Linked DNA regions of Mus musculus: all the other regions are linked to region 3. Evidence: chromatin contacts called from public Hi-C and promoter capture Hi-C data. All regions are on one chromosome and are shown on one strand. Each heading gives the region's core, a stretch centred on a gene start, on an enhancer-like site or on the middle of the called end of the contact. The rest is flanking DNA. Distances are from core to core; before and after follow the strand shown. Region 1 holds the start of Ltk (leukocyte tyrosine kinase). Region 2 holds the start of Tyro3 (TYRO3 protein tyrosine kinase 3). Region 3 holds the start of Cdan1 (congenital dyserythropoietic anemia, type I (human)). Region 4 holds the start of Mfap1b (microfibrillar-associated protein 1B). Region 5 holds the start of Serf2 (small EDRK-rich factor 2). Region 6 holds the start of Mapkbp1 (mitogen-activated protein kinase binding protein 1). Region 7 holds the start of Mga (MAX gene associated).

The links. Promoter capture Hi-C pulls out the DNA fragments that hold promoters and counts their contacts. A called contact is a pair of places that touch in the nucleus more often than the background predicts.
Region 1: a promoter capture Hi-C map of liver shows a contact between it and region 3, with 5 times the contacts expected there. The contact joins the promoter of Ltk here to the promoter of Cdan1 in region 3. A contact is called at or near these places in 4 of 39 promoter capture datasets (hippocampal neurons, liver and pre-B cells), 1 of 115 datasets of contacts at active chromatin or transcription factors (embryonic forebrain) and 2 of 9 other capture datasets (adipose tissue and liver).
Region 2: a contact with region 3 is called in a promoter capture Hi-C map of liver, with 5 times the contacts expected there. The contact joins the promoter of Tyro3 here to the promoter of Cdan1 in region 3. A contact is called at or near these places in 2 of 39 promoter capture datasets (both in liver), 1 of 115 datasets of contacts at active chromatin or transcription factors (astrocytes) and 1 of 9 other capture datasets (liver).
Region 4: a contact with region 3 is called in a promoter capture Hi-C map of liver, with 3 times the contacts expected there. The contact joins the promoter of Mfap1b here to the promoter of Cdan1 in region 3. A contact is called at or near these places in 2 of 39 promoter capture datasets (both in liver).
Region 5: a promoter capture Hi-C map of fetal liver shows a contact between it and region 3, with 6 times the contacts expected there. The contact joins the promoter of Serf2 here to the promoter of Cdan1 in region 3. A contact is called at or near these places in 6 of 39 promoter capture datasets (the C10 cell line, fetal liver, hippocampal neurons and 2 more), 4 of 115 datasets of contacts at active chromatin or transcription factors (embryonic stem cells, memory CD8 T cells, pancreatic cancer cells and 1 more) and 1 of 9 other capture datasets (liver).
Region 6: a promoter capture Hi-C map of liver shows a contact between it and region 3, with 5 times the contacts expected there. The contact joins the promoter of Mapkbp1 here to the promoter of Cdan1 in region 3. A contact is called at or near these places in 4 of 39 promoter capture datasets (hippocampal neurons, liver and pre-B cells), 1 of 115 datasets of contacts at active chromatin or transcription factors (astrocytes) and 1 of 9 other capture datasets (adipose tissue).
Region 7: a contact with region 3 is called in a Hi-C map of erythroblasts, with 5 times the contacts expected there. The contact joins the promoter of Mga here to the promoter of Cdan1 in region 3. A contact is called at or near these places in 1 of 39 promoter capture datasets (pre-B cells), 1 of 484 Hi-C or Micro-C datasets (erythroblasts), 1 of 115 datasets of contacts at active chromatin or transcription factors (memory CD8 T cells) and 1 of 9 other capture datasets (liver).

What each region holds. Positions count from the first base shown.
Region 1 is chr2:119,758,741-119,761,692 of GRCm38.p6, forward strand. It overlaps Ltk (leukocyte tyrosine kinase), which reads right to left and starts at 1,691. Exons shown (of 20, transcript NM_203345.2): 1 at 1,512-1,691; 2 at 817-960; 3 at 555-726; 4 at 16-166. The coding sequence starts at 1,554.
Region 2 is chr2:119,797,736-119,800,769 of GRCm38.p6, forward strand. It overlaps Tyro3 (TYRO3 protein tyrosine kinase 3), which reads left to right and starts at 1,779. Exons shown (of 19, transcript NM_019392.2): 1 at 1,779-2,148. The coding sequence starts at 2,055.
Region 3 is chr2:120,730,058-120,732,807 of GRCm38.p6, forward strand. It overlaps Cdan1 (congenital dyserythropoietic anemia, type I (human)), which reads right to left and starts at 1,460. Exons shown (of 28, transcript NM_026891.2): 1 at 1,355-1,460; 2 at 645-1,135; 3 at 242-448; 4 at 1-42. The coding sequence starts at 1,444.
Region 4 is chr2:121,472,647-121,475,753 of GRCm38.p6, forward strand. It overlaps Mfap1b (microfibrillar-associated protein 1B), which reads right to left and starts at 1,377. Exons shown (of 7, transcript NM_001081975.3): 1 at 1,188-1,377. The coding sequence starts at 1,266. It also overlaps the pseudogene Gm14018.
Region 5 is chr2:121,447,433-121,450,487 of GRCm38.p6, forward strand. Serf2 (small EDRK-rich factor 2) reads left to right here and starts at 1,766. Exons shown (of 3, transcript NM_011354.3): 1 at 1,766-2,009; 2 at 2,543-2,651. The coding sequence starts at 2,003.
Region 6 is chr2:119,970,919-119,974,070 of GRCm38.p6, forward strand. Mapkbp1 (mitogen-activated protein kinase binding protein 1) reads left to right here and starts at 1,781. Exons shown (of 30, transcript NM_011941.3): 1 at 1,781-2,250. The coding sequence starts at 2,134.
Region 7 is chr2:119,895,478-119,898,547 of GRCm38.p6, forward strand. It overlaps Mga (MAX gene associated), which reads left to right and starts at 1,751. Exons shown (of 24, transcript NM_013720.2): 1 at 1,751-1,869.

The sequences.
Region 1 (2,952 bases), core at 441-2,940, 970 kb before region 3:
ACTCGCCCCGCTTACTCCGGGACAGGCGTCCTGGCCCTGCTGCCCCACAAGGATGTACACCGGCTCCCCGCGACGGAGGAAGAAGACTGCTGAGAGGAAGATGCCGTGCGCCCGTGACAGGTGGTTTTGGGCGCCCTTGCCGCCCGCCGCTCCGTAGGCGGAGATCCTGCAGGAGGAGAGAGCACCGGTCCGCGTCTCAGTCCTAGGCGCCTCGGTCCTGGACCAGGCGGCGGCTCAAGGTCGGGAACCCGTGGCCGGAAAGCTTCTTCCTAAGGGACTTAGATGGACTGTGAAGGGATGGGGAAGAACCGAGTTTTGGGTTGGGTTCCACGAGTATTTCAAGAGCGTTAACGGAGATGGCTGGAATCATCCAGCCCCATCTTCAGCCACCGTTGATTGGGCGGCCGTCCTGACGATGGTTAACTTAGGAGGAGGACAGACAATCGAAGTGACTGACACTAGACTTCTCTGCGGAATGTTTTAAGATAACTTCCCTGGTCTGTAGAACCTCAGCCTAAGAGGTGATTGCCACCCTCTTCCTGCTGGGCACTTACAGATACTGGCCTGTGTCTGGCACCCGCCACAGCTGCACGCCTTTGAGCGGCCCGGCAGCCCCCACTGTCACCATCACGCTGCTTCCTGTGTATGCCCCATCGCACTGTGTTTGTGTGGGTCCGCTCCTGCCGCTGGCGCCACAGGTGTTAAACACCCAAGGCCCCCGTGTGCCTAGGTACAAAGGGAGAAGGAAAAAGTTCCTCTCCAGGCCTAGGGATCTGGAGATGGTGAACCAAGAAAAGGGAGGAGCCTGAAACTCACCTAGAGGATTTGGGAGGGAAGCTGGCTCCAATTTACTGGGTGTGGGGGTGACTTTCTGCTCCTGGGAATTGAGTACCAGCACCGGCAAAAGCGAAGGTGTTAGAAAAGGTGTCTGGAACTCCGAGTTGGAGCAAAGAATAGTTCCTGAAAGGTGACAGGAAGAAGGGTTAGATGATGCAGAATGTGACAGGGGAGACATAAGAGATGGATAGCCACTCAGCAGTACCCTGCTTCCAGCCACACCCCGAATGCCGCCCAGCTGGTGCATACAGAGGCTGAAGCTAGACACCTACCACCCAACCGGGTTTCCCAAGCCTTGCAAGGTGTCTACATATATCATGACATATACATATATCTACATATATACATATATATATATATACATATATATATATATATATATATACATATATGTCTACATATATCATTCCAGAGCTCTCATGGAGTGACTTGGGGGCTGCACCGCTCTCTGTTGTACAGCACCCCACCACCTCTCCTCTCTCTAGCTTCCTCCCAAGTAGTGCCAAGGCCCCATCTGATTCTTAGATTCGGACGTGCTCCGCACCTTTCTTGCTGTACTCTAAAAGCACAAGGCCACCTTAGAAGGAACCATTGAGACCTGGTCTGTTGCTAATGCAGCCCCAAATCTAGTTGTCTCTGGTTGGCTGGTACCCTGACCACCAAACAGCACTTACCAGCAGCTCCCAGCCACAGCAGCAGCCGGTGGGAGCAGCCCATCGCCCAATCCCTTGGTTCCAGCAAAGGATGATGGTTGAGAACTCGATTCCCTAGCTGCAGTTTATAGGCGTGTCAGCAGTCTCAGAGCTATCACCACTACCCTGCCGACTTCCAACTGGCCTGTATACACTCACGTCAGACCCGGGAAATAGAAGGAAAAGGCGGAGCATGAGGACAGCGAGGTCCCCAGGCTTCTGGGAGGAGCCTTGCTGAGCTGAAGGGCTCTAGTCCCCACCTATGGCACACCAACAAACTAGTGAGTTCCTGGTAGGAGAAAAAGTTGACTCTACATTATACCTTTGTGATAGGCTGGACAGCACCTAGTACATGGCAGTAGCTTTTGTGGGTCTCAGGATAGCATCAATAGTGAATGGCTTTATTGGTGTCAGTGTTAGTTTAAGTGCATGATCACACATGGGAAGTATGTAGAGCCTCCAAAAATCCACCTGCCTCTGCCTCCTGGGTGATGGCGACTAAACTGTCCCCCATAAGGCATTATTGCTTGCCATTGCTGTGTCCCTTTCTGACCATGAGGCAGGACATCCCAGTACCTCAGAATCATGACTTTCTGAGTTTGTTGCACACTGTTCCTGTGGACAATTTCTTACTGCCATGACTGGATAAGGTGTTGAAAAATGTGGACAGTGTTGCTCACATTTGTAACCCAGCACCTGCCAAGTGGAGATGGGACCCCAAGTTCAGTGTTATCTTCTGCTTTCAAACTGGATGCCAGCCTGGACTTACATGAGACTTCCTCTCAAAAAGCTAATAGATATGTTAAAAAGATGTCAGAAGCCGGGTGGTGGTGGCGCATGCCTATGATCCCAGCACTTGGGAGGCAGAGGCAGATTTCTGAGTTCGAGGCCAGCCTGGTCTACAAAGTGAGTGCCAAGACAGCCAGGGGTACACAGAGAAACCCTGTCTCTGAAAGAGAAAAAAAAAAAAAAAGATGTCAGAAGATTCAAGTGCTAGCATTCCCAGGCAATGCAGAGTGGCTCAGCCACAGGCCACCAACTGCAAAATCACATGGAAGGATAGTTTTGTGTATTGTGTCCTTTATCTTTTGTTCAAAATGCTAATGTTAAGCCAGGCATGGTGGCTCATGCCTGTAATTCCTGCACTTGGAAGGCTGAAGCAGCAGGATTGCTATGAGTCCCCTCAAAACAAAAACAAAATCTTCCTACCAGAATAAATCTTTTGCAAAGGATCTCAGCTATCTGTAGAAGAGTGCAAATTTCTTTTTTTTAATTAATTTATTTGTTCAGCGCCCCACCCCCAGCCTCTCCCCTCAAGGTTCCTAATTTCTAATCCATGGGTATAAACCACCCAGGAGGCTAAAATCCCACCAGGGTCATTAGCACTGCACAAATAATGGTCTTGTGGGTTGCCTGACTCCCT
Region 2 (3,034 bases), core at 529-3,028, 930 kb before region 3:
TGCCTGCCACTTTGGCCCTGTAAGTAGAAATACTGAGAGCCAGGGCGGATACTGAAATGAAATTAGGAAGATAACATGGAACCAGGATGTCCTTCGGGGAAAGTGAGGTGGGATTTCCCTTCAGGGAAAGCAGACATATTTTCTAGCAGGATGGTGATGTGTCTCAGGCTTAGTTAGAATGCGGAAAGCCACCTCCATGACTTGCCTAAGGAGCCAGTTTAACTGATAACAAAGTATAAACCCTTGGGCTAGAATTCCATATCAGCTCAGGAGTGAAGAACAGGAAGTAGAAGCTGTGTTTGGTCTCTAGATTGAACATCTTCCGGGAATACTCTGTGCCAGGTTAATTGAAATAAAGAGAAGGGTCCCCTTTACTGGAGACAGCGTAGAACAGTTCTGGCTTCCGTTCCAGACTGTCTGACACTCAAAATTCCAAAGCTCTGGAAAAGAGCAAGCTTGTGTGCTTTTCTTTTCTTTTTTCCCCCTTCAGGAAAGCGTCCTGGAGCCATCCTAGAGTTCCCAAGAAAATTGGCAGAGCGCTCAGCAGGAAGTCAGGCCCCTCCGATCCAACTGTTGACCAGACTTGCCAAGAGTCTTCCTATCCTGCCGCCTGGGGGCGCCCCCAGCTGGGTCTGCGGCTGCCGCCAGCACTGCTGTTATCATTAAGATAATTAATAAACAAGCACTGGTGGGCCAAGTGGAGGAAGAGGGAGGCTCCTGCTGCTCAGGAGAATCCCTGGAAAGATCCAGTGAGTATGGGACGTCTCACTGGCTAGTTCTTTCTCCCCATCCAGGACCCCTGGAAAGCGCCTGTTGTGGGTTGTCCTCCAGGGGCCAAGAAGAGGTGAGGACAAGAGGAGGACTTGGCAGGTGCGATTTGGAACCAGCTCTGCATCTTCCTGACAGGATGTCTGTGGGCAGGCCACCTCCAGTGATTACTGGTTGTGGAGCAGGCAATTATTCATTCTTTTAACAAGGATCTGCCTATTTATTTATGGAGTGCCTACTGTGCGCAAGGTGGTCTACTAATAATAGCAGATGTTTCACTAGCTAGTATGAAGACAATGCCAATGTTCACACTATGTCCCAGAAGTGGAGGGGTGGAAAGAGGAAGCAAGAAAGAAGAATGATACCCTCGAAAATCACGGTGATTTTGCTTTGGCCTTCGTAGGCTAGCAGTGGGGATGGACACCTAAGAATTACGAAACAGATCTTGGAAAACTCTAGATGGACGACAAACTGGAAAACACTCTGGGAAGATGGGCTGGGGAGAATGGTCTTTCGATAGGAGAATACTTGGCGATTAAAGGTAGGCTACAAAGATCGAAAAAGAAAAAAAAAACTGGGTGAAAAGCTCAAGCAAAGAGGTACAGGGATGCTAGTAGTTTCTCGGGGAGCTGTTCCAGCCGTCTTGGGGACACCTGAGGGTTGCTGTGTCTAGTAGGTGCTTTGTGTTCTGAGAGGGCTGTGTCGGAGTCTGAGGTCAGGATTTAGAACAGTGTTGGGGTGTGGCAGGAGCTTCCAAGAGGGGTTCTGAGGAGAGGATGGGGTGCCCCGCTGGAGACTGGAAAGTATTTGGGGAAGGAGGGGCGTGGCCGGGTGCCTGTCCAGGGAGCGAGGCAGGTCCTCCGCAGCGGCAGCGGAGTGGCCAGGGCGCGGGTCCCGCTGCGCCTTCTGGAGGTGGGCGGGAGGTCGGGCGGTAAGGGCTGAGGTTAGCGCTCGGCTCTCGCCACCGGGGCTGCGCGGGGGAGGGGGAGGGCGGCACGAGCTCCGCGGAGGGCGGGCGGGCGGGCCGGGAGGAGGCGGCGGCTCGCAGAAGAACATGAATCAGCGGCGGCGGCGGCGGCGGCTGTGGAAGGAGCGCGGTGGCCCAGCCGCAGCCCCGGGGACTCCTCGCTGCTGACGGCGGTGGCCGCGGCTCTAGGCGGCCGCGGGTCCGGGACGCCCGGGCCGAGCGCCGCCCCCCGCCCCTCCCGCGGGCCTCCCGCCCCTCCTCCGCCACCCTCCTCTCTGCGCTCGCGGGCCGGGCCCGGCATGGTGCGGCGTCGCCGCCGATGGCGCTGAGGCGGAGCATGGGGTGGCCGGGGCTCCGGCCGCTGCTGCTGGCGGGACTGGCTTCTCTGCTGCTCCCCGGGTCTGCGGCCGCAGGTAGGGGTGGCCCGGGAGGCGGCGGGAAGCGGGGGGCTGCTGAGCCGCACGACTGAGGGGCGCAGCCCGGGGACGGCAGCGGGCGAGACCCGGGCCTGGGCCGGCCAGAGGTTGGGGTCGGTGGCCGGGGCTGGAAGGCCGAGACTAGGACGCAGCGGGTGTTGGCTGCCAGACCTCCGGCCGCGGCCCCCGCCCCCAACTTTCTCGCGCCCGGGGCTGGCTGGGTGCAAAGGAAGGGAGTGGGGGGTGTGGGCAGTCGGGGGTGCTTAGGACTGTATTTTCCCGCCTCTATGTTCCTAGTAGTCTGCTCCCTTTTCCCCAGTCCTAAGGACCCATTCTGCCTTCCGCACACCCCCGAGGTCCCACTTTGAAACTACAGGATCTGGGTTTGAGCACCCAGGGTTGTGAAGGTGCTGGATTCTAAAATACCTCTGCCCGTACTCTAGTTCCTGTGGCCCTTGGCGCTCCCGGAAACCCGAATGTTGAGTAGCTTGGGTTGGGTGAAGGTTACTGCTTCTTGTGAAGATTAGCTTTACGTTGCCACACAGCCACAGAGGCATTTCCCCGAGGCAGGAGGGCAGCACCTTTGCCTTCAAGTTCACACGCACACATCAGGGTGCAGAGGGGTGTGAAGCTATGTCTCCTTGTCCTGTGAGGGTGAGTGGGAAGGGTAGAGAGACAGGCGCCCCCCCCCTCCCCCGGCAGCAGCCATCCAACAAGCATTTCTTAAAAACTGAGTTCTTTGCCACATTAGCCTTGAAAGGAAAGGAAGCTAAAGAGTGGAAAGTATATGCAGGCTCCGAGGTGCGTATCAGATGCTCAGAGAGCCCAGGAATTTACCTAGGGTTACACAGTAAGGAGCAGAAAGAACAGGTCTGGATTTCCT
Region 3 (2,750 bases), core at 210-2,709:
ATGGGAGAGGCTGGGGTAGGTGACTGCTGGAGTTGCTTGGTGCTATGTGAACAGGAGGAGATGTCATGATTAATCAGCCTGGCTTTACCAGCGACATTCACATTCAGGTTCTGCCAGAGAAGACATCAACAGCCCAAGAAGCAAACCCAGAATCCCGAAGGGAGAAATCAAGTTCAGGAAAAATCCCTGCAAGTCCCGCATAAGGAGGAAGTTGACATCCCAGGTGGCGGCAAAGCCATACCGCGCCTTCCTGAGCATCTCCCGCTCCTCTTGCAGACTTCTGCACCCTGGGGGAAGGCCAAGGCCCCAAGGGCTAGTGTCCAGGGTTGAGGGTTGGGAACTGGGGACACAGCTGATTGGGGGTGAGGTGAAGCAGGTCTTGGGCTTGGACAGTGACCGCTCTTCGCTCACCGGAGTTGGGTTGATCCTTCGAGAAGGCTTCGTTCTGCTGAGAGTAGTCACAGTTTTTTGTTTTTTTCCAATTTTCTATCTTCAAGCATCATTCCATCCATAACAGTTGGGCCCCTTTTAAACCCTCCCCCATTGTGGTTTCTTCACCCTCAACCTTCTAACCATCGCGCACTCTACTGTGGGGCACCAAGCTCGGCTTTAGCGAACATCTTGCAATAAGGACCGATTCTCACCCTGCAGAGCCCGGAGGAACGGTGCCTACGGGAGGGAACTCCTCCAAGTTGCTGAGGTTTGGCGGATCAGAGAGCGACAGTCTGGGGCTGCCAGGGCTGCCTGAGCCCTTAGGCTTCCGGCCTCCGGCCCAAGGCGGGCTCTCGCCACTCGCCCCCTCCTCCGCGGCCCCGGAGCCCCGACCGCCTCGTTCGCGGGACGGCCCCGGTCCCGGACCCCGCCTGCGGCCCGCACGGCGGGCCAGAGGTGCCTCGGCGGCGGCGCTGAGGGGCTCGGCTGCAGGGAAAAGCTGGCTGCGCGCCCCACGGCCACCCCGTGCCGGGGCCCCCTGCCTCGCTGGCAAGGCTGCCGAGGCGACTGGGGTCTTGGCGGGGGTTGAGGGGCCCTGCGGGAGGACCCGGCTGCTCTGCTCCCTCAGGAAGTTCAGCAGGAACGGCACGAATTCCTTCCGCAGAGGCCGAAGTGCGCTCAGAGCGGCCACCTCGGAGCTATCCTGAGGAAGAAGCAGAGGTCGCGGGGCGAGAGCGTCAGCTGACAGCGCGGGCCGTCAGCGGCTGAGGCCGCAGGGTGGGCGGCCCGGCAGCGGCGCGCAGAGGAGCGAGCGCCCTTGGCGCGGGCCGTCAGGCAGGGCAGGCTGGGAGAAGGGACTGAAGCATCATCCCCCGCGGGAAGCACATTCCAGGCAGGCTTGAGGGCGTGTCCGCACTGTTACCTCCGAACTCGGGGTGCTGCGCGCGATCCACCGCACGGCGGCTGCGACCGGCACCTCTTCGCGCAGCAGCGACTCTAAAACGGCCGCCATCCCTGTGCAGGCGCTCTGAGGCTACTGAGCAGGCGCACTCGCGCCACGGGCAGCCGGGAGGGGCGGAGCCGGCGACCGGGATCGACCGTTGGACGACGGGGCGGGTCCTTGAGGGGTGGGGCTCTGGCGGCCCGGGAAGATCTGCCCAGCCAGCCAGGCCTGCAGGGCGGCGAGGCGCCTTTCTCTGATTTCCTGGCCCCTGGAGCAATGTGATAAGATGAACTGCCTGAGGAGACCCGGGTCTGAAAGAGGGACCAGACAGGAAAAGTGACCAACTCTAAGAGACCAGCCTATGAGACCAGACACCTGTCATAAGCACAGCCTTAGACCATGACTGTAGAGCTTTTTGAGTCACTCCCTCCTCAACCAAAATAAAGTGAGTAACCTTGTGTTTTGACCTTTTTGTTTTTTCTGAGACATGATTTCTCTGTATAGCCTGGCCACTCTGTAGACCAGGCTGACTTCGACCTCATAGATTATCTTGCCTTTGCTTCCGGAGTGCTGGGATTAAAGGGGTGCGCCCGGCCTACTTAGCTCCCCACCCCTTCCCCTCTTTTACTCAAAAGGCTGACTCTTTACCATTGGCCAACTTTTTCATCAACTGACAATTGAGGACAGAGTTCATGCTGAGGCATGTTATAAAATCATCAAATGTCCATCAGACTTGTATTGAATCCCTTACGTATTGTATTAAAGAGTTTACAGCAGGGGAATATCTCAACTTCTTTTACTTGAGAGGTCAGGATTCATGATTAGCTTCTGGAAGAGTATGGCATTCCTAGACACACTCCCCCGACCCTCCTCCACACACACTGGCTGGTTAACCCTCTGGCTACACTTCCTGTCAGGTCCCTTATTTTGAAAAATATAATAGGCTTTCGGATGATACTCCTTAGTAAAAGGAAAGAAAAAAAAATCAAGATATAGGATCTATAGTTTCCTCCAAAACAAAGTAGCAGTGTATTGGCCCTGTGTTCCTCTCATTCAAAGGAAGACCACTTGGTGATAGGCAGTAGATGGAGCAGGAATCCCTCTAGCATACTGCCAAGGAGAAGAAAAGGGAGTTTTGAAAACTTAATTCTGTGCTGGATTTAGTGGATGCTTGCAATCCCAGTGCTTGGCAGGCAGAGACAGAAGAATATCAAAGTCAGCTTGAACACGCACGTCAGACCCCTGAACCCTGGTGTTCACCTAGCGTCTAAGTTAGCCAAAATGGCCTTCTCTTGGTTGTCTGTCACTTCTGTAACACTTTAGTAGTTTAGGAAATAGTTTTCACTTTTTGAAATCCAAACCATCACACAAATAG
Region 4 (3,107 bases), core at 127-2,626, 740 kb after region 3:
CAGCCATCAAGCCTAAAGTTCCTAACTCGTCTCTTCTCCCCACAAGGTGTCTATGTGGATGCTCGGGGTCTGACCTCAGGCACAGTAAGGGCAGCTCTCTTCCTAGCTTCTCTCTCTGCGGTGCTGTGGCAGCCTTTACGACCTAACTTAACGTTCTGACTAGCCAGCTTCTACCTTTTCCTCCAGCTCTTGTGCTGAATCGGGAGATCTCTTCTATAACACAAACAGGGTGGAGCTCAAGAGGTGGCTCAGCAGCTAAGAGGCTCTGCTGCTCATACAGAGGTCCTGGATCAATTTTCCAGCATCTGCATGGCAGTCTGTTACAGTCTGATACTCCAGGCCCTCCTCTGGCCTCTGTGGGTACTGCACCCACATGGTGCATATCCATGCATGGAAGCAAAGCATTCATACACTTAAAAATAAACAAACAAAACAATTACAGTGAAAAGAAACACACAACATAGGCCTCTAGCTCACTTTCTTCTTTTTTTTTTTAAAGATTTTATTTATTTATTATATGTAAGTACACTGTAGCCGTCTTCAGACACTCCAGAAGAGGGCATTAGATTTCGTTATGGATGGTTGTGAGCCACCATGTGGTTGCTGGAATTTGAACTCAGGACCTTGGGAAGAGCAGTCGGTGCTCTTAACCACTGAGCCATCTCGCCAGCCCCACTTTCTTCTTATATTTTGATTTTTGTTACTGTTCTGCCTGTGAGCCTGGCCTTTAACGGTTGAGCCATCTATGCAGCATTATTATTATCATCATTTGTAAGGATGCTATGTGTGGATATGTGCACAAGCGTAGGTACTGGCAGAAGCCAGAGGTGTCAGATCTCCCTAGACTTGGGGTCCCAGGTTGTTGTTGAGTCACCTGAAGTGACTGCTGGCAATTGAACTTGCGCCCTGTGGTACAGCAGTACGTCCTCTCAACCGCTGATCTGCCTCTCCAGCCTCCTTTACTTCATATTTCGAGAGAGATCTCCTCACTAAATCGATCAGGTAGATGCAAGTGGATCCCGCTATCCCCTTTCTCTACGCCACCTGTGACTTTAGGCGGGACGCAGGAAGAAACTGCAGCTAGGTTTTAAGGGCCAGCCGAGCTGGCATGGTCGGCGTAAGGCAGGTTTGAGAGATACTCAGGATGAAAGAGTTCAGAGCCAACCGGAGGGGAGGGGAGCCCGTACCTTTCTCGTTTCGAACTGGGACGGCCCCAGCCGTAGACTGGATGGGCGGCTGCTTCATGAGTGCGCTTGGGACCGACATGGTGACGGCTGCCGCGGAGACTCTCCAAAACGGACTCAATCCCAACAACGAAGAGCAAGGAGCAGAACGCCGCGTCCCACAGGCTGTGCTGGACACAGCTGCGCAACTGACAGAAACAACTTCCGGCAGAGGTAGAGGAACCGGAAGTACATAACAGAGGATTGTGGGTAATTGGAGGGCGGCTGAGCGCTGATCGCTTAAAGGGCTAGCTTGAAATTTGTGCGCTTTCCTAAGGCAATTTTCTCGTCTTCAACCGCTCAAGAACTGGAAGGTCCTCCTGTCTGACAGTTGTTTCTTTTGGTTTTGGTAAGGTCCAGGAAGGTTCGGATTAAAGATTTTATTTATTACATTTTAGGAGAGACTGTTGGTGCATACTGTTTAAAGCTAGAAGTGTGGCCGAAAATGATGGTGCACCCCTTTAATCCCAGTAAGAAGCAGAGGCAGGCGGATTTCTGAGTTCGAGGACAGCCTGGTTTACAGAGTGAGTTTCAGGACAGCCAGGGCTACGCAGAGAAACCCTGTTTTGAAAAAACAAAAAAGAAAAAACAAATAAAAAATAAAAAGCTAGAAGTGTAAAGTGTTTCATCCGGATACGTGGGTCACGTCTGTAATCCCAGCATTTGGGAAGGTGAAAGAGGATTGCCGTGTTTTGTAGGCCAGCTTAGGCAACAAGAGAAGACTCTTCAAAAGAAAAAAAAAAAAAAAAAAAGGAGAATCCCTTAGGGGCCAATTGTTGATTTGGACACACATGCCCTTATTCTAGCACTGGAAAGACCGTGGCAGGTGGATTTCTGTAATTGAGGCTAGTCGGTCTACACAGTAAAAATTCTGGGAGGGAGTACAATATTATATAGGACTTTGAAGGTTCTGTTAATATAATTATCAAATTTTTTCACCTGTGTCCTTGCTTGGTGAAGACAGGAAATTGACAAACTTTAGTGAGGATTTTCAATGAGTCAAACAAGGACGAAGCTTACAAGCAGAAAAGCTTTAGAAGGCCAGAGTAGACAAAAATATTTTTGTTGTTGTTGTTATTATTAAAAATGTTTATTGGATTATAACCACATTACCCTCCCATCTAAATTAAGGGGGGGAGCCCCAAAGATATACATAAAAATAAGAAGTTCAAGTTAGAACCCCTCAGAGTTTGTAAACAACTATGCACTAAATGTTAACCTGAGAGAAACAGAAGTGTCTACCTTTAGCAAATTCTGCCGAGTGTGATGGCTCACACCTTTAATCCCAGCACCGGGGAGGCAGAGACAGGCAGATTTCTGAGTTCGAGGCCAGCCTGGTCTACAAAGTGAGAAACCCTTTACAGAGAAACCCTGTCTCGAAAAAACAAAACAAACAAACAAACAAAAACAAAACAAAACAAAAAACCCCAAATTCTTATTATTGGGGTGGGTGAGCCATGCCATATATGATGATCAGAGGACAATAGTGAGAAATGGCCCTTATGGAGGCTCTGGGAGTAAGATAAAGATGCTAGGCTTGGGTGGCAAGCATCCTAACCTGTGCATCATCTCCCTTGTGTTTGAGACAGCGTCTGTTGGACCTGGGCTCTGTGTTCAGGGTAGTCAGTTTGGCCATGGAGCTGCAGAACTCCACTTGTCTTGCATCACCTGTGCTTGAATTCTAATGCCAGCCTTTTAATTTGGGTGCTGGGAATCAAACACAGGTCCTAATGCCAACACCTGTGTTATTTCTTTCAAGTTCTGCCTATTGACGTTTATGCTTATTTGTCTTCTATTCCCTTTTTTTGTTTTGTTTTGTTTTGTTTTTAAGATTTATTTATTTTATGTATGTGAGTACACTGTTGCTTTCTTCAGATATACTGG
Region 5 (3,055 bases), core at 516-3,015, 720 kb after region 3:
TCTTAGTCTCAACTTGATTCTGGGATAGGCATTAGTTTACAGTCCCATCAAAATTTACCACCATACATTTAAATTCATTTCCTTCATCCCGGTGTGTGTCTTTAGAGAACAACTTTCACTTTTATCTTATTTATTTATTTATTTATTTTGATTTTTCGAGACAGGGTTTCTCTGCATAGCCTTGGCTGTCCTGAGACAGGGTTTCTCTGCATAGCCCTGGCTGTCCTGGAACTCAGAAATCCGCCTGCCTCTGCCTCCGGAGTGCTGGGATTAAAGGCGTGTGCCACCACTGTCTTTTATTATCTTTCTGAGGCAGGGTCTGTCATTGTTTCTGTTGGATTGCTTTTGCTTTGTATTCCAGGCTCACTGGTCCTTGAACTTCCAGAAAATTCTCCCATCTCTACCTCTCTTCTCACTATGGGAGTAGTAGGATTACAGATAACACACCACCATACCTACCATTTTATGAGAGTTCATGGATCCAGTCCTGCGACCCCTTAATAAAGTTCCTTATGTAGTGGTGACCCCCAACCATAGAATTATTTTTTGTTTTTGTTTTTCGAGACAACAGCTGTGTAGCCCTAGCTGTCCTGGAACTCACTCTGTAGACCAGGCTGGCCTCGAACTCAGAAATCCGCCAAGTGCTGGGATTAAAGGCGTGCGCCACCACCGCCCGGCTAGAATTATTTTTAAACTGTAATTTTTCTATTATAAATCGTAGTGTAAATATCTGTGTTTTTCAGTAGTCTTAGGCGACTCTGGTGAAAGAGTGGAGTGAAGTCTCTGAATTCAGCTGCTTAGTGAAGGTACTGGACAGGATAAAGTGCCTCTGGTCAGCAGGAAACGCATCCTACTGTTCTGGTTCATGTTGGGGTTATTTCATGATAGTTTAGCAGAATTCCTGTTGTCTTGGACCTGGGAAGGGAGAGAAGGCTTAACTAATCTTTTCTACAGGGGGCGCGCGCATCTGTGATTCAGCAACCGAAAATAAAGATTTAGTTACCAGCCTGATTTCTCTTACAAACCAAATGTAAGGTTTAGGGGAAATGATACAATGTAGGCACGGTCGAGAGAGAGGAGAGAGGAGGAGAGAGGAGACAGAGAGACAGAGACAGAGAGAGAGAGAGAGAGAGAGAGAGAGAGAGAGAGAGAGAGAGAGAGAAAGAGAGAGATGCAAACTAATAAAATAGGAGCATTCCCTAATCTCGGTTCCTGAAGTAACTCCACAGTCAGATTCGGGTATGCTTCGTCACCCCCAAGGCACATTCAAAGTTTCTGTGGGCAGTCTTAAGTCCAGTTCAGTAGTGGAGATGTGCATGCAGGAGCTCTGGACTCAAGCTCTTGGGAAATGATTGCAGGATCACTTTATGACACACTAAAACTGGCTGCGCTTAGGGGCGAGGAAAGTGGAAAGGGGTTTCCTAATTGTCTGCGTATGTTTTCAGACAACTGTGGCAAGTGTTCGGCCAAGAGGCTCGGAGACCGGGGAACCGCACTAAGTTTAGCTCCAGAGAACTGATAGCACATAACCGGATGAACGACCTAGGAAATCCCGCCCTCACCCCGTCCCGTCCCCGCCCCGCCCCTCCCCCGCGTTCCTTCGGGGCGACTTTGTCAGTCAGTACCCTAAACTGTCCCACATGAGGTCACTTTGCCTAGTCACGTGCCCGGCCCCGTCGGAGCGCCACATCGCCAGCCGCACCCCTCCACCCCCCGGCCACGTGACCCGGCCTAGTTTCTACAGGCTGGGACCCAGCGCTCCGGGGAAGCCCCGCCCCGTGCCAGCGCTCCGCCCGCCGAGCTCCGCTCTTCGCCCTCCGGGACTGGCGCGTGGCACCGCACTCCACGTGTTTCCCCCTGCCCAATGAAAGCGGGCGCCCGGGCGTGAAGGGGCGGGAGGAAGAAGACGACTTGGTGGCGTCGCGCGAAGGGGGCGGGGCCTGCAACGTCGGCCCGAACGAGGGGGACGCAACGGAGGCAGGTTGGAGCCGCTGCCGTCGCCATGACCCGTGAGTGCTGGGACCTTTTCCTCTCTCCCTTTTCTTTCTGCTCTCGCTCCCCGCGCGCCCGGGTGCCGGCGTGTGCGTCCCCTCGGCTTCCCCGGCGGGCGGAAGGGTCTTTAGGGAGCGCTCTCCAGCTGCCTCCCGCCCAGCCGGAAGCGCAGCCCTCTGCACGCCGCCACTTGCGGAGACCCCTGTGTTGGGCGCGGGCCGCCGCCGGCTTTCCGCGCTGGGGAAGCCGGGTTCCCTGAGTGGTGGGCCCCGGCGCGTGCCCGTGAGGCCCCGGCGCGTCCCACACACCGCAGCAGCTGTCTGGGCCCCCGCGCCGCCTCAAACTTGACGCGCGCCGCCAGCAGTCTCGACCGCACCGTCCTCCCGCACCCCCAAGTTAACCTACCCCGGGCAGCCGAAGCCCCGCGATGGGGTCGGCGCTGCGGCGGGGGTTGGGGGGACGGTCGGGGTCCCAGTTGCGGGGAGGAGGGGCGCTGGTGTGTACGTGGAGCGGCTCCGGCGTCTCACTTTGTACCTTCTCTTCTTCTTAGGCGGTAACCAGCGAGAGCTCGCCCGCCAGAAGAACATGAAGAAGCAGAGCGACTCGGTTAAGGGAAAGCGCCGAGATGATGGGCTTTCTGCTGCCGCCCGCAAGCAGAGGTAGCCCCAGGGAGGGAAAAGGAAGGGTCGGGCCGGGACTGGACGGGGAGACCTGGGTTAGAGAAAGGGGTGTACCAGGAGAGAGAGCTATTGCAGGGTCCAAGTCTAGGTTAGATGTGAGGGGCAGAGTGCATTGCTTCCTCTAGGGTTTTATTTCCTCCCCACTCTAAATTGTTAGGTCACAGCCATACAGGAAGGGACTGGGGCGGGTCCCTGTCCGCAGGCTGATTTCTGCGGGCCTTAGTTCTGACCTTAAGGGCAAGGGCAGGGGCTTCACATATCAAGTGTAGTTGTTTTGACAGCCCAGTACTTTTGACCCTCCTTGCTGCTTGTCTCTCCTCCCTCTTCCCGACTTTCTCACTAGTGTTGTTGGGGTGTGGTACTTAGTACAGAATAGAGAGCCT
Region 6 (3,152 bases), core at 531-3,030, 760 kb before region 3:
GTGGCTTTAGGCGTCCAGTTGCTGTTGACATTTGTATCCAATACGTAGCTATATAGTACACAGGTACCTTCCTGTTTGAACACAGATTGTGCAAGTACCACTAAACTTTTTTGTTTGTTTTTTGTTTTTTCGAGACAGGGTTTCTCTGTATATCCCTGGCTGTCCTGGAACTCACTTTGTAGACCAGGCTGGCCTCGAACTCAGAAATCCGCCTGCCTCTGCCTCCCAAGAGCTGGGATTAAAGGCATGTCCCACCACCGCCCGGCCACTAAACCATTTTTTAAGGATCCTTCCCTCTAACTACCATTTTCCTCAGCAGTTCCTACGGTCTGGAATGGGGGACATGTCAGTGTACTGTTCTAGTTGGGTACAGGCCTTTTGGCTTAAGCTAGCCTTTTCAGAAGGCAGTTTTATTTTATTTAAAGAAATTATGTGTTTGGGTGTTTTGCTTGGTGCCTATGATGGAGGCCAAAAGAGGGAGACAAATCCCTGGGAACTGTTGTGATATGCCATAAGGGTGCTGGTAAATTAAACCTGAGTCTTATGAAAAGAAGCCAGCGCTCTTAATCACCAATCCATCTGTCCAGCGCTCCCCAACCCCCAAGGTAATTTCTTGAAGTAGTAGCTAGATGAAAAATTCTAGCCAACTTACAAATCTATGAAGCATGAGTATGTGGTATTTCCCCTATCTCCATGAGCTAGAACAAAACAAAACAAACAAAACCTGATAGCAGCAAACTTTGACATCGGTGTCAGCCCTAGGGGTGTTTGCAATTTTTGAAAAGACAGAAAAGATCTGGAGTAGCAAAAATACTGTTAATGCTGTTAACAGTATTTCTTGTTAAATGCTATAAGGACGTTGGCAGCTAAGGAAATGATGGATTATATCATGGGTGCCTTTTCAGTTCACAACCTACCCTAAGGCTCTATTTTGAGGCTTGAGTCTTCCATCACTGATAGATTAAGTTCAAAAGTGTGTAAATTGAGTTACTCTGCGTGAGTCATTGTGTTAGGCTGGCCGGAATCAGAAACGATTCCAACTGCGTTAAATCCCAGCACTTGGAATGGAAAGGAGTTCTTTTGGCAGCATCCCAAACCCCCCCCCTCCTTTTTTTTTTTTTTTTTTTTTTTTTTTATGAGTTAGGAATTAAATTTCAGCCGTAATCTCCTAGGCCCACCAAATATCAATCTTAGGCCTGGAGGCGTGGTTATCAAAGTTCTCTAAGAGGACCATGCCTGATAATACCGTAAAAGGCCAGGTTCTCTCAATTCTAAAGCAATATTACATTGACCTTCCTTTAGGAGCGGTACCCACAATTATACTGTGCAGAATCCGAGACCTCTGCGTTCTTGGTTCATTCCTTGGTTCCGCCCCCATAGGCATCAGTCGTCCAATCGGGAACCAATCTGCCACAGACCGCACCCCCTTTACTAGGCCCCGCCCTCCCAGCGCAGCTCGGCCCAGGCTCTAGTTCGCGTTTTGAGCCGCTGGTGCCACCATAGCTACTGCTGCGGCTGCGGCAGCAGAGCTGAAGCCGTCGATCGCGATGCCGGAGGGCGCTGTGAGCTGGGCCCCAGCGAACGGGGGCGCTGACGAGTAGTAGGGTTTCTGAAGTAGGCAGTGGGTGTGGGGGGCTAAAACGGAGCTCCCAAGACTCGGGTGCGGGAGGGAGCTTCTCGCATCGGCTCGGGCCAGCGTGAGCCCGGCGGCCAGCTCGGTGCTTCGGCCCCTTGCCCAGTGGCTTCGGAGGCCTCCTCCCTTGGACACCTCAGTTACCATGGGAACACTTGGGCTGTAACCGGCGCCCGACTGGTCACTAGTTCATCCGATTCTTCAGTTAAACGCCTCTGGCAGGTGTGGGCCTGACATTTCTTCACTCCAGGGGTCGTCCTCCCCTTGTAAAAAAAAATCTAGCAGGCTAGGGTGGGGATGGGGAGTGGGAAAGCGCAGGGCAATGCCCAGAGTAAGAGTTGGTGACAAGCAGAAGACACCTACTGTGATGATAAGGTTGCTTCTGCCATCTCAGGCCAGTGAAAGTGCATATCCGAAGGCTGTGTTGAACGAGAAGGCAGTACCGCTGTTGAGACAAGTCCAAAGGCTAGGCCAGGGACTGTCCTTAGGGGCTCCTCGTTATGATGGCTGGAGAAGGGTCAACCATTACTAGCCGTATCAAGAACTTGCTGAGGTCTCCATCCATCAAATTACGCAGAAGTAAAGCAGGAAACCGGAGAGAGGACCTCAGCTCCAAGGTGAGTCCTGTTGGGAGCCACCTCTTACCTACTCTGTCCTCTCCTGCACTTCGTTCCTTTTTTTTACCTTTCTCTTTCTTGAGGGGCAGGAAGGGGGTGGAAGAATGAAATTTCTCTGTTGGCTTTAAAAGATCATATACGCTTATCTTTGACGACCTGATTTGAAGTTGGAAGAACAGCAGGCGTGGGTGGGCATGCTGAGACGCAGCCATGGCTTGAAGAAGGGCATAGGAAGGCAAACTGGGTTTAACAGGGCCTCAGTTTAAACTAAGTGTGTGCTTGGGAAACAAGTTGACATTTTATGACTCAGTTTCTCTTCTTAGAAGAGTACAGTGAGATCACATATTCTGTAAAGGACCTAGCTGTGACTAATGTATTAGTGTAACAGTTGGGGTTATAATGCCAGACTGTACAACAGAAAGAATATACTAATACACTTCATCTAAGAGAGCAAAACAATTTTTTGACAAGCTTAGTGATGCATGCCTGTAATCCCAGCACTAGGGAGTCAGAGGCAAGTTCAGCCTGGTCTATATAACAATTTCCAGGGGGAGCCAGGGCTACATAGTGATACCCTGTCATGTTCAAAGATGTAGAAGATTGGGCTGGCAAGATTGGACTGGTAGAGACCTTTGCCAACAAGCCTGATCTGATTTTGATTCCTCGGACCCACATGGTGGAAGGAGTAAACCAACTCCTGGAAGTAGTTCTCTGATCTCCACATGTGCATGCACATATGCAGGGGAAGAAATAAATGTAAAATGGTTTATCTCTTTAAGATACTTAAGTTGCTGGGCTAGAGCGATGGCTCAGTGGTTAAGAGCATTGGCTGCTCTACCAGAGGTCCTGAGTTCAATTCCCAGCAACCACATGGTGGCTCACAACCATTTATAATGAGGTCT
Region 7 (3,070 bases), core at 501-3,000, 830 kb before region 3:
GTAATTGTTGAAAATTGAAATCTGGTATTTCATGTTTGCTTGGAGCAGGGAAAGAGCACCAAAGAGCATTTCTGTTGTACTTTCCCATGCAAGTTGTTCTCGTAGATTTTTCCAATTAGAGATGCTATTTGGGTTGTCTTTTTTTGAGATGCTACCGAGTCATTCATACCTTAGGGGCAGACATTTTACTAGTAAATAAACTCAAATTTTAGTCTCAGAAAAATGAGATTTTTTTGAGAAACCATTATAACCCTCGAGAAGGCATCTTGGTTTAGTAGGAAAGGTTCTTGAGTCAGAGAAGAGGAACGTGTTAAAGAAATGGTTTTCAGTCTTCTAAGATCTTGAATGGTTTTCCTGAATCATGGATTTCAGAAGTCTGTAAACTTTAGTTCAGTTTCTGCCTATGTGTTGCGTATCTCCTCAGGAATAAATAGCTAAGTGAAACGAAGCAAGTCAGATCAACCCTGTTGGCTATCCTTGTCCTTCCTCTTGGCTCCATCCTTACATTCTTGGTTTCCTTCAAAGTGTTTGTATTGTCACTTAGCACAAAATAAGTTTTTCTATTATCTCTTGAGAGTGAAAAGTTTGGGAATATGGACTGCATTTTATGTTTTCTACTTAATTATTTCGTAATTACTCCTTTTCACTTTAAACATTTACTGGTAGGTTAGCAGCATGAAAGTAGTAAATGGTAGAGAAAAAAACCTAAAATTTTTGATGTTTGGTTGAGAATTATTGCTCTCTGACTTAGTTTGGCAATTGTCTGACATACTTGTTGGTTAATGTTTTCTTTACATTTTTAAGCTTCATTGTCTTGAAGAAGCAACAACAACAACAAAAATATACATTGTTGGTTAATGTTTTCTTTACATTTTTAAGCTTCATTGTCTTGAAGAAGCAACAACAACAACAAAAATATTCTTGACCATTTCTTTTTAAGACATCTTTCATCTTGGTATCAGGCAATTTAGTGGCAGCTCTTTTTCCTTTATAGAACCTTTCTTTGCTTTGCTTTTCATTCCAGCACGGTGTCTTGGCAGCCTAGCCTACTCTGGAACGTGAACTCACTATAGAATTCAGGTTAGCCTCGAACTCGCAGCAATCCTGCTTCAGCCTCAGTGTTGAGAATATAGGCATAAACTTCCATTCTCTGCGCTCAACAAGGCTTTCTCGAATTTTCCTAGTGTTCTTTGTTGGCGAATATTGGAAAATTGCTTACTCTTCTTTCGTGGTGTTTGCTTCAAGCTTTTCCAGTGTTCTGGTACTTTCCAACCCCATAGCACTTTGTACAGGAGGTCCTCCGTTTTTTTTTTTTTTTTTTTTTTTTTTTTGAAGGATTTGCGAAGCCAGGAGGTCTATGAAGCTTCATGTGGGTGGGGCTGGGTACGGCAGGGGCGGGGCCGGTGAGAAGTCTCTGGGAAAGGCTGAAGAGTCTTGTTGGGAAAGGCCTGGAGGGCAGTGGTTTCAGAATTTTCACGAAGGCTTCGAATACAGGATTGAGCGTATTGTGTACCTCTCTCCTGTCTCTCCTTTCCTGATTCTGGAAGCTTCATAAGTTCTTTCTGGATTACTAAAATGCGAAAAGGCTACGGCTTCGGCTCCGTGGGCGGAACCCAAGGGTCCTGACGCTGCTCCGGGCTGTTTGGCCTCCTGATGTTGGGGGAGGGGCAAAGAGGTGCTGCTCGCGCCTCCCTATGCGCCTGCGCGGTCGGCTCCAAGCTGGTAGGAGCGCGTGCGCAGTGACGTGGACATCCGGTGCGTGCGCAGGCTCTTCAGCTGAAGCGGACACACGGTGTGCGAACCCTTCAGAATAACCCTCCCCTAGAGGGATGTGAAGGACTCGGGGTGAGGCCGGCCACGCCCCGCACGGTAACTCTCGGGCCTGGGTGGAGGGCGTCGCTTCAATAGTGGCCCGATTGGAGTTTTTTTGAGTTTAAACCACTTGTGTATTTGAACGGCTTGCCCAGCGTTCCGCAGAGAGAGCTTCGCACGCCTGGGCCTGGCTGGGCCTTACGCTGTGCAGCCTTTGGTCCCTTGAGCGAGTTGCGCATGTCATCTCGCACGCCTCCCCGACCTCACTTCCGTGTCGCTCGGAGAACTAACTAGGAACATCGACGCCGGAGACCGAGACCACGAGGCGGGCGGGGTGAGAAGTGCCTACGGCACGGCCCTGCCCTCGCGTGCGTGGGGTGTTGAACAGCATGGCACGTTCCGCGTGACGATTTCTAGCCTGGTTATCGATGGAATAAGCACAGGTTTTAAGAGTTCAGCTCTCTGAGTTTCAACTCTCCGAGGGAAACAACCAATGTCTGTTTCTCCAAGGAACTGGATGCAGTGTTTTGACACCTATTCAAACATTTCCTAGCGTGTAATTTCGGGTCAAATTGAGGCAAGGCCCCGAATTTAATGAGGGGGCGATGAGTGAGTTGAATGAGAGTGAGAACTTTGTAAACAAAGGAGCTGTGATTTGTAAGTGCTAATTCGAAGGCGGAGAAAACAGGTAGGGAACAGGTGGTGGTTCCTTTTTCTCTTTCTGGGGTAACCTGACTGGTTTTCTGTCCATAGGACTTCCCGTTTCTGTTGAATTTTCAAGTACGTCTTTGAGTCGAGTGTAAGGTGCGCAAGGGCATTAGCCTTCTCTTTCGTTCCCCAAGAATGTCTCTTTTTCTCTGGCAAAAGGATGGTAGCAGGCATGGGTGAAGAGTGCCTGAAGAGTGGCTTGATTAGTAGAACGGGAAAAATCTCCGTCTGAGGGAGACCCACTCTTGTTCGCGTCGCCGAAGCCGACACGTGGATCTTGAGAAGTTAGGGCTCACTTATGCTCAGTCTGTGGGTGTTGTTGAGCTTGCCAAGCTTGCGTGTCCAAGTGCTTGGTCAACTCTGCCTGTCTTGCTGGCTTTTTGCGCACGACGCTGCTGCAGTTAAGGTGCAGGAGAGTAGCGAGAGGACTGCTGGGAAATGGGCTGGCGGGGTGACTAGTTGTGTAGTCTCCAAGGTAACCGAAAGCGGCTGAACAGCCTTAGGAACACAGGGTTCCGCCTGGCTGCACGTGATCCTTGGGACTCTACCC